Linked DNA regions of Bos taurus: region 1 is linked to region 2. A link is a contact called in public Hi-C data. All regions are on one chromosome and are shown on one strand. Each heading gives the region's core, a stretch centred on a gene start, on an enhancer-like site or on the middle of the called end of the contact. The rest is flanking DNA. Distances are from core to core; before and after follow the strand shown.

Region 1 (3,487 bases), core at 392-2,891, 39 kb after region 2:
CGTCTCTCCTCATTCCTTGGGTCTCTGCAGATCTCCTCAGAGCTGCCTGGGGGAGGCCAGAGGCTCATGACAGTCCTCGTGAGCAGGATGGACCTTGGAGGAGCTGCAGCCTGGGCAGGCATTAGGGGCTGAGTGTAGCTTCTGGGAGGCTTACATAAACACTGGCTGGGATGAGGAGGGAAAGAGGGATGCAGTGGGCAGCCCAGGGAAGAAAAGCAACCCTGGACAGCCAGCTCAATCTGAGTGGAAAGAAGGAACAAGGCTGGTTTTCCCTCCTCCCATCTCTCTCCCCTGGTTTGCAGCTGTTAGTTGGTCTGGAAAGACTGCAGTATCTTGGGGGAGGGGGCAGGCGAAGGAGAGGGGGAGGATGCAACTTCACAAATTTGGGATCCCTCCCCTTTTTCTAAATTGGGGGTCGGGGTGGGAAGAAGCAATTTGCCAAAGAGATTTTTCAATGCCACAGGAAGGAGCTTTGGCTCATTAGAATGCGCAGTTTGCACCCTGAAAAAAAAAAATCTGTGCTGGTTGCAAAAATGCAGACGTGTGTAGGGGCCCAGCAGAGAATTAAAAAAAAAAAAAAAAAGCGCTAGCTCTGCAATGCAGGATCTGCGAAGTTTTGATGCGGTGAGAAAATGTGGGTCGTGCTCAGTTCGTTTGCTTGTTCCTGCTAACCTACTGTCCGCCTGACTCCAGCATCGTCTCACATCCCAGCGAGAGGCACTGCAGTTCAGAAACAGGGTCACGGGTGGGGGCCAGAGCCCAGGGCTGGGACCAGGGGTCTGGGGTTAGAGTGCTGAGACAGGATACTATGGGGCTGGGAGGACTGGGCAGAAGGGAGGCTGGAGGGATGGAGGGATGGAGGCTGAACTTGTCTCTCACATCCCAAGGAAGTTTGTTCTCCAGCTGGATGGGGTTAGTGTTCTTCCAGATCTCACCCCCACCCCCATCCCATCCCTCAGCTCCTCCCGATCCCCAGTTGGCAGAGGGATTTTCCTTTTCCTGTCTGCTCACCCTGCAGATCACTGCTGCAGAAAGAATCCTTGCTTCCAGTCCCCAGCCCCACAAATTCCTGAGCTCTCCAGGTTCTAATCCTGGACGGAGCACTCACTGTATCTTTGGGTGGCATCCTCCTTCCTAGAAACAGGGGACCCTGCAGCCTGACTGGGGGAGCCCAGACTGCAGGGAAACCAAGTCTTGGCTCTGGGCTGCCATTAGCACATCAGTTGGAGGGCTGAGGCTGGCATTCTGTGTTCTTGGCTTGGGGAGGCTTTTTGTTCGTTTGGGGCCTAGGGCTCTAGGTTGTGTAAATGCCAAGGGGCTGCCTTGGAGGAGAACCTGCCCCAGGGGAAACCATGTTGCTTTCCTGGGTGTTTTCTCCCCTGGTGGCTAGCGAGAGGCAGGAGACGCAAGCAGGGTAAAGAGCCAGGAGACGGGGGAAGGGAGCCCAATGCCTTTTCACTTCTTCCCCATCTTTCCTCCTGCTTCTCCGGTCGATGGAGGACCGGGCCGAGTGTGTCTGTGCCGGCCCGAGGCTCACGCGGGCTGCCGGGGTCACATGGCCCGGGCATGTGCAGCCTGCTCCATTTCTACCACAACAACTCGCTCATAAACAGCCCGGCTGCCGCGGCGGTGGCGGCGCAGACATGTGCGAGCGAGGGGGTGGGGCACGTGGCCCTGCCCGAGCCAAGGGAAGGCGCTCGCTCAGCACGGCCTCTCCCCTCCCCGCGCTGGCGCTGCCTCGCCACAGGAAATTCCTAGTGCTCCGCTGCTGCTGCAAAACATGTTTTTGGGAAGTGACTTTCAATAAGTATGGAGTCGATGGACTATTTAAATGGAGACAGAACGGATAATCAGTCGGAGACCCGCTTCTGCCCTCCCTTGCCCTCTCTGGGATCCCTGGAGGGCTGAGCAGGAGTCACGTGTTCCTAATTCTCACCTGTTCCTTCCTACTAAACTGTATGAAATTAGAACCAACCAGGTCCCCGTGGTGAGTGAGCACTGAGGTGAGGGGCTGTGGTTGCCTAAGCCAGGGGTGCTCAGGATCCACTGGTGGTCCCAGGATTAGTGGTGGGGTCAGCATCACCTGGGCACCTGTTAGAAGAAATGCAGGTTCTCATGTCCCATCCCAGACCCATGAATCAGAAACTCTGGTGGTGGAGCCCAGCAGTCTGAGTTCCACCCAGCCCTACAGGCGAGTCTGATGCTGGAGAACCATGGCTCTGGGTCTCTGTTCTCTAGCAAACAGTCCTGTAGGAGATTCTATCCCATAATCTGGGGAAGGTCTTCCTTCTTCCTTTGTGCTTCTTTATCTTAAAGTATAGCCAGAGAGTGTAACTTGATTCATTTTGACTCAGTGTGAAAAGCATTTACTGAGTGCCTACTGTGTGCAAGGATTCTGGAAATGAGAGCAAATGAGTAGTGAGAGGATAAGTAGCTGAGACATGATAGGGTAAGGTTTGGGGGGAAGAATGAGGGAAAGAGAAGGCCAAGACTGTTTATCCTTTCTCCATCTTCCCTACATTTCTTCCTGAGGCTCCTACAGAACAATCCATTGTGGTTTAAACTGTTTTGAGTCTAGAGGTAGAAACTGGTCCCTTGTCTATTTTTGCTGGCCTTGGGAACCCCAAACTTGTTACAAACATAGGTCCTTTGACTCCCCATGCAAAACCAATAGTATGAGCACCATCATACTCTTCAGTTCAGTTGCTCAGTTGTGTCTGACTCTTTGGGACCCCATGGACTGCGCCATCAGTTCAGTTCAGTTCAGTCGCTCAGTCGTGTCCAACTCTTCGAGACCCCATGAATCGCAGCACCCCAGGCCTCCCTGTCCATCACCAACTCCCAGAGTTCACCCAAACCCACGTCCATCGAGTCAGTGATGCCATCCAGCCATCTCATCCTCTGTCGTCCCCTTCTCCTCCTTCCCCCAATCCCTCCCAGCATCAGAGTCTTTTCCAATGAGTCAACTCTTGTCATGAGGTGGCCAAAGTACTGGAGTTTCAGCTTCAGCATCGTTCTCTCCAAAGAAATCCCAAGGCTGATCTCCTTCAGAATGGACTGGTTGGACCTCCTTGCAGTCCAAGGGACTCTCAAGAGTCTTCTCCAACACCATAGTTCAAAAGCATCAATTCTTCGGCGCTCAGCCTTCTTCATAGTCCAACTCTCACATCCATACATGACCACAGGGAAAACCATAGCCTTGACTAGACGAACCTTTGTTGGCAAAGTAATGTCTCTGCTTTTGAATATGCTATCTAGGTTGGTCATAACTTTTCTTCCAAGGAGTAAGCGTCTTTTAATTTCATGGCTGCAGTCACCATCTGCAGTGATTTTGGAGCCCAGAAAAATAAAGTCTGACACTGTTTCCACTGTTTCCCCCTCTATTTCCCATGAAGTGATGGGACCGGATGCCATAGAGGCACACAAAGACACACATTCCTCAGGGTGGGGTGGGGGTGGGGTGGCAGGGGTAGGGTCAAGAAATGGA
Region 2 (3,279 bases), core at 428-2,927:
CTGCATGCTGACTCTGCAGGCTGCAGCTCTAGCTCCCCGCTGCCATTTCCCTTCCCCCATCTGAAAACCCCTCATCACCAGCACTCCACTCTGCATCCCAAGGGTTTCTCCCTAACTGCCCTTCTCATCCCTGTGATTCCAGGGAGGTCCCAAGAGAATTATCCTCCCCTCATCCATGCATTGCAAATGCCAAGACCCCCTGTAAAAGAAGTGGCTGCAACAGAGCCAGGATGCAGGTGGCTGAGACTAAGAAAAGCGAGGGCAGCCCAACTCCCATAGGCTGTTGGTCAGAACCCCACATTTGGCAAGTGATTCTGCCTAGTACAAACTGGGCTCTTGGTAGAATAGTTCTCCTTCACACACACACACACACACACACACACACACACACCAGCTCTCCACACACACACACACACACACACACACCTATCCAAGAGCAGACGGTGGAGACAGGGCCCCGCCCTGGGAGCCGTGGGAAGGCTAGGGCCCCCGCTGGTAAAACTGGGCTAATGACAGCGGGGGAACCGGCGGGGCCAGAGGGGGTGCTGGGGTAATTAGAGTCCTGCCTGCTGCTGGGAGATCTCGAGATGAAAGGGGCTCTGGCGTCACCGGGTTGGTTTTATGTCCACGAATGCAGGTGTGTGTGTGTGTGTGTGTGTGTGTGTGTGCGTGCGCGCGCATGAGAGGTGGGGCTGGCATGATGGAGACCTCTCCTTTGGGGAAGGGGATCTATTTTTTCGCAGCCCACCCTTCTCTCTGGACTGGCCCTGTACATTTGGATGGGGAGGGGCAAAAGTGGAAGGAAAACCCACTGTCCTGAAGCTGAGAGTTAAGGGGGGTAGGGCAAGCCTCGCCCCCTCCCCAGCTCAGAAAGAGCACCAGATTGTCGAGGAAATGACTGGTGGCAGTGAATAGAAAAAGCCTACATTGGAGGAGGGTGACATTTGAAAGGGGAGGCAGTGGATCAGGCAGGTAATGATGTTAAAAATGAGCCTGCAAGGGAGATAATGGGGAAGCATACCCCCAAAAGGATTAAAAACACAGGATGGTTTAATTTAAGAGGACCCCAGGGGTCACGTGCTCAATCCTCGAATTCTAAGGTTGAGGAAGCTTGTTACCTAGAGAGGTGGTGATTTGCTCAAGGTCATACAGTGAGTTACTGGCAGAAAAGGGACCCGAACTCAAAACAAACTCTAAACCGTCTGCGGTTTGGTGTTTAGACTTTCTCCCGGACTTCTAAAGTGCAGGCGGCTCGGCTCGCCGATGTGCCCTTCTCCATCCTCGTGGTGCCACCCCCCAACCCCCCAATTCTTGCAGCAAGCGAAGGCTATGTTTTAAATGACATCTCTTCCAAAATATGTCACCAAGCACCACTCCTGCCGGAGCCGCCTGGAGTGGGGCGGGCGAATGCGGGTCGGGAAGGAGCAGAGGCGGCCGAGGGGCGGCCGGGCGGCTGGCAGGGGTCCCGGGGCGCGGCGGGGGGCGGGGGGTGGGGGCCGGCGGCGGCGAGGCGGCCTGCAGGGAGCAGCCGCGAGCCGGCTGGGCGCGCCGAGCCCGAGCCCCTGCCAGAGCGGGGCGGGGGAGGGAGGAGCCAAGAGCGGCCGCCGCCTCTGCCGGAGGAGCCGCGGGGCCGCCACACTCGCCCCCCGCCCCCCCGCGCTCACTAGCACTCACACCCGGGCGCAGGAGGCGGGCGGCCCGGGCCCCACCGGCCCCCCATGGACGCCCCCGGCACGGGGCGCTGAGACCCCCGCGTCGCTGCCCAGCCCGGTCCAGCGCGCCACGCCGAGGTAAGGGGGAGGGAGCGAGGGGGCATTAATATGCAAATGCCTCGCGATTGATTATGCAAAGCCGCGGGGCTCTCTGGCCGGCTCCCAGGCGGGCTGGGGGCGTCCGGGGGGTACCCGCGGCCAGCCTCAGCCTTCCCGGGCGCCCCAGTGACCCTGTCACTGGCCGGGAGCTTGCAGCTTCAACGCCCTGGGGAAGGGAGGCGTTGCTGGGAGGTCGGTGGGCCCCGGGGTTCGCCGGCGGAGATGGCGTCCGGGCCTCCCCCTCGAGGACCCGCCCGGCCTCTGTCCGGCCCGTCCGCTGCGCATTCCCGGGCCCGGCCCCGCTGCCGGCCGCCGGAGCTCCCCCGCCCGCCGCGCCGCGGTTTGTTTACGGTGCGCCGGAGGCCTGCCCCCCCAGCTCCCACCCCCAGCCTCCCAGGCCGAGGCCGAGTGGCGTTTGCAAGGCTACCTCCAGCAGCGGAGGGCGGTAGGAGTGGGGTGGGAAGGTGGGCTTGCCCGGGCCCCAGGAGAAGAAAGTCTCCCCCCCGCACTTCACTCGCCTCCCCAATTGAACATGGCTCTCTGGTTGCAACACAACTAATTGCAAAAACGCGGCTGGGGGTGTGTGTGTGTATGTGTGTGTGTTGGGGGGTGTATCTGAGGGTCCCTGGATAATTAGGGGAGTTGCAAGCTAGGGTGGTTGGGGAAGAGAGGGAGGAATGGGCCCGTGTTGTGTGCCACCCGCTTCCCTCCCCTTGCAACGTGTCTCTGGTGCCCCTTCTCTGCCTGGGGGCCTCCCTTGTCCAGTGTGCAGGTAAAGCCTGCGGGGTGGGGGTTATAGAGGCAATGGAGAGAGCCTCCCGTTTTCCGGGGGAGGGGGGCTTGGCGGGGGTGGAGGTCTGGAGGTCGCAGAAGGAAAACCAGTGGGATGGGAGCCCACCCCTCAATGCTGGCTCAGGCCCCAGGAAGGGGAGGGATATAGGGGGCTGTGGTCCAAGATGAGGGGGAAGCAAATGTGCCATGCAGACACAGAGATATGCCCACACACACATGCACACCCAGGGACACCCAGGCGGACTCAAGGACAGGAACTGCTGGACACACCCACATGGGGACAAGGGAAGAGGCACGCTGCCACTGCACAGGGGAGCTCAGAAGGGTGGGACACACCCATGGGAGACCAACCCTTGCATAGGCATAGGGTCACGGGGAGATGCTCTCATACACAACAAGGAGGAGTCGCTGTCACCCACACAGAAAAAGTCACTATTGCCTGCATGCATGAATGCAGAGCAATTGCACACGGCCACACATTACAAAAGACCCTGTCACTCACAGGCACACACGTGCTCGCATGAGCCCAGTCACACAGGCATCATCGCCTTGCCGTGACAGTCGCTGTCACTCGGTCAAACGCAAATGCAGTTGCACATCAACACACATATACACAACTCAGCAACAAGTATTTTCCTGGACTCTTCCTGTGGCTTTCTGAGGTGCTGTGTACCAC

Evidence for each region. Hi-C and Micro-C count contacts between places; a contact is called where the count stands out from the background.
Region 1: a Hi-C map of liver shows a contact between it and region 2, with 2.8 times the contacts expected there. The contact joins the enhancer-like site here to the promoter of THRA in region 2. A contact is called at or near these places in 3 of 11 Hi-C or Micro-C datasets (liver, skin fibroblasts and an unstated tissue).

The regions. Positions count from the first base shown.
Region 1 is chr19:40,403,455-40,406,941 of ARS-UCD2.0, forward strand. No RefSeq gene overlaps it. Among named protein-coding and RNA genes, the nearest start is that of NR1D1, 7.7 kb to the left of the region's middle. Within about 2 kb of position 1,642, at least 77 of the 102 cell types and tissues checked have an H3K27ac peak or open chromatin away from gene starts, as enhancers often do. A contact at or near this core is called in liver, where this site is marked.
Region 2 is chr19:40,364,503-40,367,781 of ARS-UCD2.0, forward strand. It overlaps THRA (thyroid hormone receptor alpha), which reads left to right and starts at 1,678. Exons shown (of 10, transcript NM_001046329.1): 1 at 1,678-1,790. The region is part of intron 1 of MED24 (mediator complex subunit 24); the gene reads right to left.